Linked DNA regions of Mus musculus: region 1 is linked to region 2. The links are chromatin contacts, called in public HiChIP or PLAC-seq maps. All regions are on one chromosome and are shown on one strand. Each heading gives the region's core, a stretch centred on a gene start, on an enhancer-like site or on the middle of the called end of the contact. The rest is flanking DNA. Distances are from core to core; before and after follow the strand shown. Region 1 overlaps Lbh (limb-bud and heart). Region 2 has its middle 12 kb from the start of E330032C10Rik.

Region 1 (3,873 bases), core at 445-2,944, 330 kb before region 2:
CATCTATTTCTGGGCCCAGCATTATCAGGATCCATTAGCACTAATTGATTGGAATTTCAAACCCCTGACTTGCAGGATGGGTGTGTATTCGAGAGATGTTTATGAAAGATGGTGTTTATCCCGAGGATTTCCTTTTCCGTCCAGTTTCAAGGCTTAGGCACTTAAGTATCTTTGATCCAAAGGAAGGAGGTTCAGAGTTGATATAAAGCTCAAATCTCTGCTCAAGTACCCTGAAGGATTAGAAGCATCATGGAAGGGCAGGACGGACAGGGTGAGTTGAATGTCCCATAGCTTTGGTTCAGAGAAAAGTTGAGAGCTGAGACAGATAGGACAAAACTGGATAACATTAGGCTTCTCTGAATCCCCACTAGGACCCTCTGCCCCTAAGAATCCTTGTGTTTTTCCCAGCCACTTGCCACATTGAAAACTCAGTAAGATGCTAATAGTACTAGCAACATGATAAGATTAGATAGCGGGAGCTCAGATTTCAAAGACTGTAGTTGTTGCCATCATGTGTATTAGGTAAGGACCAAAGTTCAGGGTATTAGCTGGACTAGCTGATGCTCATTCATTCCACCCTCCTCAGAGCAGGATTCTGGGAGAGATCTGGGAAGTGAGGCTTTGGGGGTGGGGGGGAATCAATTTCTCTGAGTGAGGGCCCCTGGAGTAGACCCAGTATCAGAGGCTTTCCATGGTGAGACCAGTCTGGTCAAGAGCATGATTGCCATTCCAGCTGGTCTAATCCATGTCCTAGGGGGAGCTAGCCGCTCTGGAAAGGAGGCAGTGACACACACCCACTTCCCCACCACCCCATTCCCACCCACACCCCACCCCACACCCCCACTGCCGCCACCACACACATACAGGCTTTTCTTCAAAGAACCTGGACTGACATTTGTGAATACAAACCCAGTCCATTTGTCTCAAGCTACAGTTGTTGGCTTTCCAGGCTTACTCTAAATGCTCCTCCGGGCGGGTGGGTGGGGGCTTTACTTAATAGGGACCAACATTAGCAATTAAAGAGTTTCCAGAGCATGTTCACACACACCTGGATTTGACTCTCTCCCAAGCCCTGTAAGATCAGCATTAGTATAAATCCAAATTTATAGAGGAGGGAGGAGGGGAGGGCTGGCTCAGCATCAGAACCCCACCCCCTTCCCCAGCCACCCTGCAGAGTCCAAACCACTTCCTCCTTTCATTCAAGGGGCCCAGAGGAACTAAGGTGATCCAACCAAGACCACAGAGATAGCAAGAGTTAGCGGCCAGGTAAAAGCCAGACCTCCTGGCCCACCTGTAGGCACAGGGTGCTATTTTTCCATAGCTGGCTTGGGGGTTGGTTCTTTGTTGCTCTTTGCAACTGGAGAGGTTAAAGGCTTTCTGTGTAGTTTTGTGTGCACGGTGTCTTAGAGAGCTAGCCTGACTCTTTCTCCCAAGCCTTCTGTCCTCCTTCCCACCGCAGCTTCTCCTGCCCTCTGCTCCTCCTCAGCCAAGAGGAGCAGGGGATCCTGGCCTGCCAGCGGCTCCGCTTGCACAGCTGGTAATTAGCCCTTTGTGTCCAGCTAAGCACCTTTCATCTGCCCCACCTGCTGGTGTCTTCTTTCCCCATTAGCATCTCCCAGCTCCTTGCTGAGCCTCCACCCTCTCTGTGGCCAGATCATCTTGTTTGTCAGAGATGATGGCCGGGCAGTGCACAGACAGGGAAGGGCCACAAAGACCAGACTTGCTCACATTTTCCATAGTAGGTGCCAGGCAACTCTTTCTTATCCCCACCCCAGAGACAGCTAGGTTTAGGTCACCTGGCTCAAAGGCAGACAGCTGATAGCTAAGCCTCCAAATTTGGGGCCTTTGGAGGCCTAGTTTTTTCTTTTGGTTCCAATCTGTTCATGATAGGGGAGCTCACTCACTAGCAACTCTCTAGCCTAAGCACAAAGGCTACTGATGAGTTTATGGTCTTTGGAAACCTGGCCTCAGCCCCACAGCTCTCTGTTCTGAGGCTGCTCATGTTGGTCAGCCAGTCCAGTCGCCCTCAGTCTCCCTGAAAGCCCTGTTTTCATTGTTCTCATAATTAATTATATAGCCTGAATACAGTAGCTGCTTACATTTTTTAAATTAAATTTGTGTTTATTTAAATCAAATGTAAAATTTGGCTATCTTTCAAGGGCCCAGTTAGCTACCCGTGACGAGTGGCCGTGGTACCGGACAGCACAGAGAACATTTTCATTACAGCAGAGTATTTTCTTGGACTACACTAGCCAGAAACTCTAGTATGTTGGCGTCTAGATCACATGACACAGACCTTGATCATTCTGAAACTCCCTGTCCCTTTCCATGGAATCCTCTCAAGTTCCCAAAATGTCAGGACCCATGGTGATGAGAGGGCACCTGGCAAAGGGTACCGCTCCCGAGGTGTCCCCTGTGAAATTCAGTCACGAAGGCTGCACGCATGCTGTTCATGTAGAACCCAAGATGTTCTTGGGAGCATGTGTGATTGACAAGATCCTATTCCCTTTGTGTAGGTGGGAACTTGGTGTTGATTAGTTCCGTCCATGCCATCATCCTGGGCGTCCCCTGTGTGACAGTAGGGTAGTGATGGCAGAGACGGGAAGGGATAGGGCTGAAGAAAACACAGTTGCCTGCTGGATGCTTCTGAACTTGCCCTGCAGGGGATGAGGGTAGGAGATCCCCATCAGAGCTTCCCATACCTCCTGAAGAACCTCTTTGTAGAGGGATTTTCCAGTTTGTTTGTTTGCAGCTCTGAGAGAAGATGGGGCTCTTTGGACTTGAAGGTTTAACTAGAAGCAGTGTTTCTGAGCAGAGCATTTCTTGGTTCTGCCAGGTTCCGCTGAGGCAGCCCAGCGTGCAGTACTTTGTTTGCTTGCCACCCCAACCGTACCTGTCATGTGCTCTGCAAGTCCAACGGGAGAGTTCTTTTTCATTTTTTTTTTCCATTGCCTTCCCCACCCCATCAAATTGTAGCTGCAGCCTCTCATTTTTCTGCTGCCTAGATGATTAAAAACCATGACTTAGTGGAAAAATGCTGACCTCTTCCGGGTCAGCCTCTTAAGCAGCTGCCTGAGATAAGACTGGGCTGGAAAAGACTCAGAAACACTCTTGCAAGGCTTTCTGGCTTTTCCCGGAGAAACAAAAGAGGCTGTTTTGGTGCAGGACGTGTTCTGTTGTTGTTTGTTTTTTTATTTTTTGGAGAGAGCTATGGTTCTCAGAAGCACAAATCTTTGTGATCTGATAATGAAAGAAAATCTCTGATGGAAGGGGTATATCAATTATTATAGTGATTTTTTTTTTTTTTACAAATACAATGACTTGTAAAAATAACTTTTTCTCTTTAATGGTTCCTGCTTTGAGTAGGTCACAGTGCAAAGGTCTTTGGCAAGTACCACAGTATCAGACTCTCAATGCTCAGATTGCTCCCCCACCCCCACCCCCTACGGAGGACTTAAAAGACTTGGCTGTGGAGCTTTTGGTATGAAAGCCATTGGTGGATATTGTTTTCATGACTGTGTTAGAAGGATGGCTTCACGCTTGGAGCATGGAAACTAACGCTGCATCTGAGGGGGCCATTGCAAAGAAGACATTGTTGTTTGAATTTTGTTTCTGCCCTCAAGCATTGTATTACTTCTGTGTTGGCCAAGAACTTGGACGCCATCTTGTGTGATAAGAAGGCCATTTCATTTCTCTGGAGGAGAAACTGAGCGGGGGTGGGGGGGTGGGGGGGTGGGGGAGCTTGAGAGGCCTTGACAGGGGTCATGCAGTGGATGTCAAGGGAATAATACGAATCCAGAGCCAGTGCCTTAGCCCTATGTCCTCAAAGGAATGGACATCCGGGTCCTTTAGACATCTGGGTCCAGGAGCAGC
Region 2 (3,804 bases), core at 885-3,384:
CAGGAATGGTCCAGGTAGATATGGAAGGCAGGGCACATCAACTAGATGGGCATAGAAATAAGAGAGTTGGACCATGTCCCCAAAACAGCATCACATGTCCATCAGCAGAGAGGACAGCTGAAAGGTCTAGAATGTTCAGTCTTTGTTCCATGTAGCTGAACTTAATGACTCTTAAAGAGTAGCTACCCTAGTCTGCAGTTTCACCTAATCCTCAACACTTCCTATAGTGGCCCTCTATAGTTTATGTGGGGCAACTGAGGAAAGTATACTAAGACTTGGAAAGTCTCTCAGTTGTAGATGCCAAGTCCAAAGAAGACCTCCTTTTTTTTTTTTTTTAAAAAAAGATTTATTTATTTATGTATTATATGTTAAGTACACTGTAGCTGTCTTCAGACACTTTTTCTTCTCTTTCTGGCTCCACTCACTCTAGCCCAAAGATTTATTTATTTATTTATTTATTATATGTAAGTACATTGTAGCTGTCTTCAGACATACCAGAAGAAGGCATCAGGTTTCATTACAGATGGTTGTGAGCTACTACGTGGTTGCTGGGATTTGAACTCAGGACTTTTGGAAGAGCAGTGAGTGCTTTTAACTGCTGAGCCATCTCTCCAGCATGAGAAGAACTCTTGAGTGAGAACTTGCAGAGGGGAGGGCCTGCAGAGACTGAAGCAGGTGCCTGGAAGGAAACAAACGTTGGGGGACATTGAAGAATTCCCATTGCCGACCACAACGAAGGTAAGAAGGAAGAGGCAAAATAAATTTCAGGATATCCAGATGAGGGTTTAGAGCAGCAGGTGTGACCATTCAGGGAAACTGAGGCAGAGGGTAGAGCTGAGCTCAGGGAGAAGAGGGGGTGCTGTGCCCAGCTATGTGTTGAGCTGATTGGGCTCAGACAGCTTCCAGTAGACGCAGGGGTGCACCAGCCCAGCCTTTGGCATGTCAGAGAACCAGACACAGATCTGGGATTCCCTATGTGTGTAGTCGGTGAGGATTCTGTTTAAGATGGAATGAATGGAGCTGAGCTTCCTCCCTGCCCCCACCCACCCCCAAAGCTCACCTCCCACTCCCAGGAGCCAATTGTGGTTTGCTTGTAAGGATGCCTGCTGTAACCCAATGGTTTGTGTTGCCCCTAAGTCCATGCATTAAAATTCTAACCCCTGTGGTGATGCTATTTAAAGTTGAAGCTTTGAGGAGATTCTTAGGTCATGAAGGAGTAAGCCCCTATAAATAAGATTAGTGCCTTAGAAGAGAAACAGTAAGGACGAGGAAAGATGGCTCATCTAGCACATATGCTTGCTGCCAAATCTGATGATCTGAGTTCAATCCCAGAACTCACACAGTGCTTGCAATTTGCCCTCTGACCTCCACATGTGCACTGTGTTGTGTGTGCACATGCCTCCCTGACCACCACTCCTACCAAATAATACAGGTTTTTTTTGTTTGTTTGTTTTGTTTTTTTTTTAAAGAAGCAAAAAGTATTTAAAAATAATCGAATAAAAGAAACACTATGAAGCTGGGCTAATGGCATACACTTGCTGGGCTAATGGCATACACTTGCTGGGCTAATGGCATACACTTGCTGGGCTAATGGCATGCACTTGCTGGGCTAATGACATATACTTGCTAGGCTAATGGCATACACTTGCTGGGCTAATGGCATACACTTGTGAACTCAACATCTAAGAGGCCAATGCAGGAAGATGGTGAGTTCAAGGCCAGCTTGAGCTACAAAGCAAGACTTTATTTCAGACAATCAAACAAAACATCAAGACACCGAGTGTTCCCTAGCTCTTCAGCCATTGGAGGACATAGCAAGAAGACACTGGCCACAGGCTCTATCAGCCTTGTGCTTAGATATACCTGTTCTTAGTTGTGTGGAGACTAACAATGCTGTTCACTTCCCATTCAGTGGTGGTTTTGTGTTAGCATCTCAGACCGACAAAGCCTTCTGCAGACTCACACATCTCCTGGAAGATAAGTCATCTGAAAAGCCAGAGAAACCTCTACCATGCCTCAGACACTGAGTGGCAGTCAGCCAGGCCGTGGTGCTGTCTTTCTGCCTGAGTCACCGGGAATGATTTTGTGTGTGGTTACGCTGTAGCACCTTTGAGTGACAGAGAGAGTGGGCGGAGGCTGAGTCATGTGAGCCTCTTCCGCAGATGGTGGAGGAATGTGAGTCACACCACATCTCCAGTGCGTAGGGAGAAGCAGCTTAGAAACCCCGCAGAGACCATGTCCAGAGACAGGTCTCAGGGCCAAGCTTGCTGATAGCTGGTCCTTAACAATGATGGGTGTGGCTGTTATTTAAATGGGCCTTTACAGATCAGACATTCACCAGTTTTTCCTCACCAAGTCTCAGGTTATACTATTGTCACTTATGTGGTTGTCAATAGTTACCTTCATCTGCCCCCAGGCTGTGGATGTAGGCACTGGGCTAGACTTTGCCATCTTTTCCTTGATGTCAAGTCCATCTGAAAGAACAATTGAATAAGCAAGTGAATGAGTCTCTCCCCTTGGGATTGAAGTTTAATACAGTCTACGAGTATACACACACACACACACACACACACACATACACACACATATATATATATATATACATACATATATATATATATATTCATTCTATTCTGTATACACAATAACTTTGGAAGACTAAGGATATGTGATACATTAATAGTAGAGCTTACTTCCTGAAGATGGAGACTGAGGACTGGAATGGTTGATTACCTTATCATCTTCCTTGCCCCTGTTCCCTTCACATATATATGTGTATATATGTATAATATATATTGCACAGAGAGAGAGAGAGAGAGAGAGAGAGAGAGAGAGAGAGAGAGAGAAACAGAGACACACAGAGAGAGACAGACACACAGAGAGACAGACAGACAGAGAGAGAGACAGAGAGAGAGATTTTCAAGTAGCCCAGTCTGTCTTCAAACTCACTATGCGGTCAGGATAACCTTGAACTTCTGACTCTCTTGTCTCTTCCTCCCGAGCGCCCACTCTCTGCAGTGCTGGGGATTGAACCTAGGACTTCATACCTGCTAACCACGTGCTCTACCACTGAGCTACAGCCCCCCTCCCATTCTCCTCTCTCATTCACTCGGTAACACAGAAAACATAGTTTGTGTCTGTCTACACAGGCTTGATTTTGTACCCCAGGTGCTAGTCCTCTGACCCACACTTAGGTTTGGAGGTGCTGGCTAGCTCCTCTCATGGGTGCCATGTCATATTTTAGATCAGTAGCATCTGCAGCGTAGCCAGATGGGATTGAGCACTTAGAAGTAGGCAGGGGTGGTGGCGGAAGTGAGTGTGTGCTGAATGAGAACCCCAGATTACTGGAAACTACATTGAGGCCTAAGCTAGGTGACAAATCAGAGGTTATTAGAGCTAGAACTGTGGGTAAGCCAGAACTGTGCGTGTGCCAGGTTGTCACAGTGAGAAGGTTAGGATCTCCATAGTGCAGAGTCTCTTTTCATCCCTTACACCAGTGATGGGTAATCTCCCTGGTGGCATAAATCCAGAGCCTCGCTTTCCTGCCCTTTCCCCAACTATAGATCTGAGCACTACGTAAACTTCCCAGTCTTTGGCCAAGGAGGCTACAGGCAGAGCATTAGGTATGTTGGAGGAGCTTTGACCTGATGGTTAGAAAACTAGGGTACAGGCTTGCTTTTATAAGTCCATCTCTTTTGTATTCTGTTAACTTGAATTTGGCCCGAAGTGGCCCCTGAACTCTGAGTTCCCGCATAACAAACTGTAACCAAACTTAGTGTGTAACAAAACTGTAAAATTTTGTCA

The links. HiChIP or PLAC-seq counts read pairs in DNA pulled down with a chosen protein or histone mark.
Region 1: a contact with region 2 is called in an H3K27ac HiChIP or PLAC-seq map of the HPC-7 cell line, with 7 times the contacts expected there. The contact joins two enhancer-like sites. A contact is called at or near these places in 2 of 484 Hi-C or Micro-C datasets (the HPC-7 cell line and pre-B cells), 10 of 115 datasets of contacts at active chromatin or transcription factors (the 230-238 cell line, the HPC-7 cell line, effector CD8 T cells and 7 more) and 1 of 9 other capture datasets (liver).

Annotation. Positions count from the first base shown.
Region 1 is chr17:72,933,142-72,937,014 of GRCm38.p6, forward strand. The region is part of intron 2 of Lbh (limb-bud and heart); the gene reads left to right. Among named protein-coding and RNA genes, the nearest start is that of Lbh, 17 kb to the left of the region's middle. Within about 2 kb of position 1,695, at least 101 of the 459 cell types and tissues checked have an H3K27ac peak or open chromatin away from gene starts, as enhancers often do. A contact at or near this core is called in the 230-238 cell line, the HPC-7 cell line, effector CD8 T cells and 2 more, where this site is marked.
Region 2 is chr17:73,261,152-73,264,955 of GRCm38.p6, forward strand. No RefSeq gene overlaps it. Among named protein-coding and RNA genes, the nearest start is that of E330032C10Rik, 12 kb to the left of the region's middle. Within about 2 kb of position 2,135, at least 170 of the 459 cell types and tissues checked have an H3K27ac peak or open chromatin away from gene starts, as enhancers often do. A contact at or near this core is called in the 230-238 cell line, the HPC-7 cell line, effector CD8 T cells and 2 more, where this site is marked.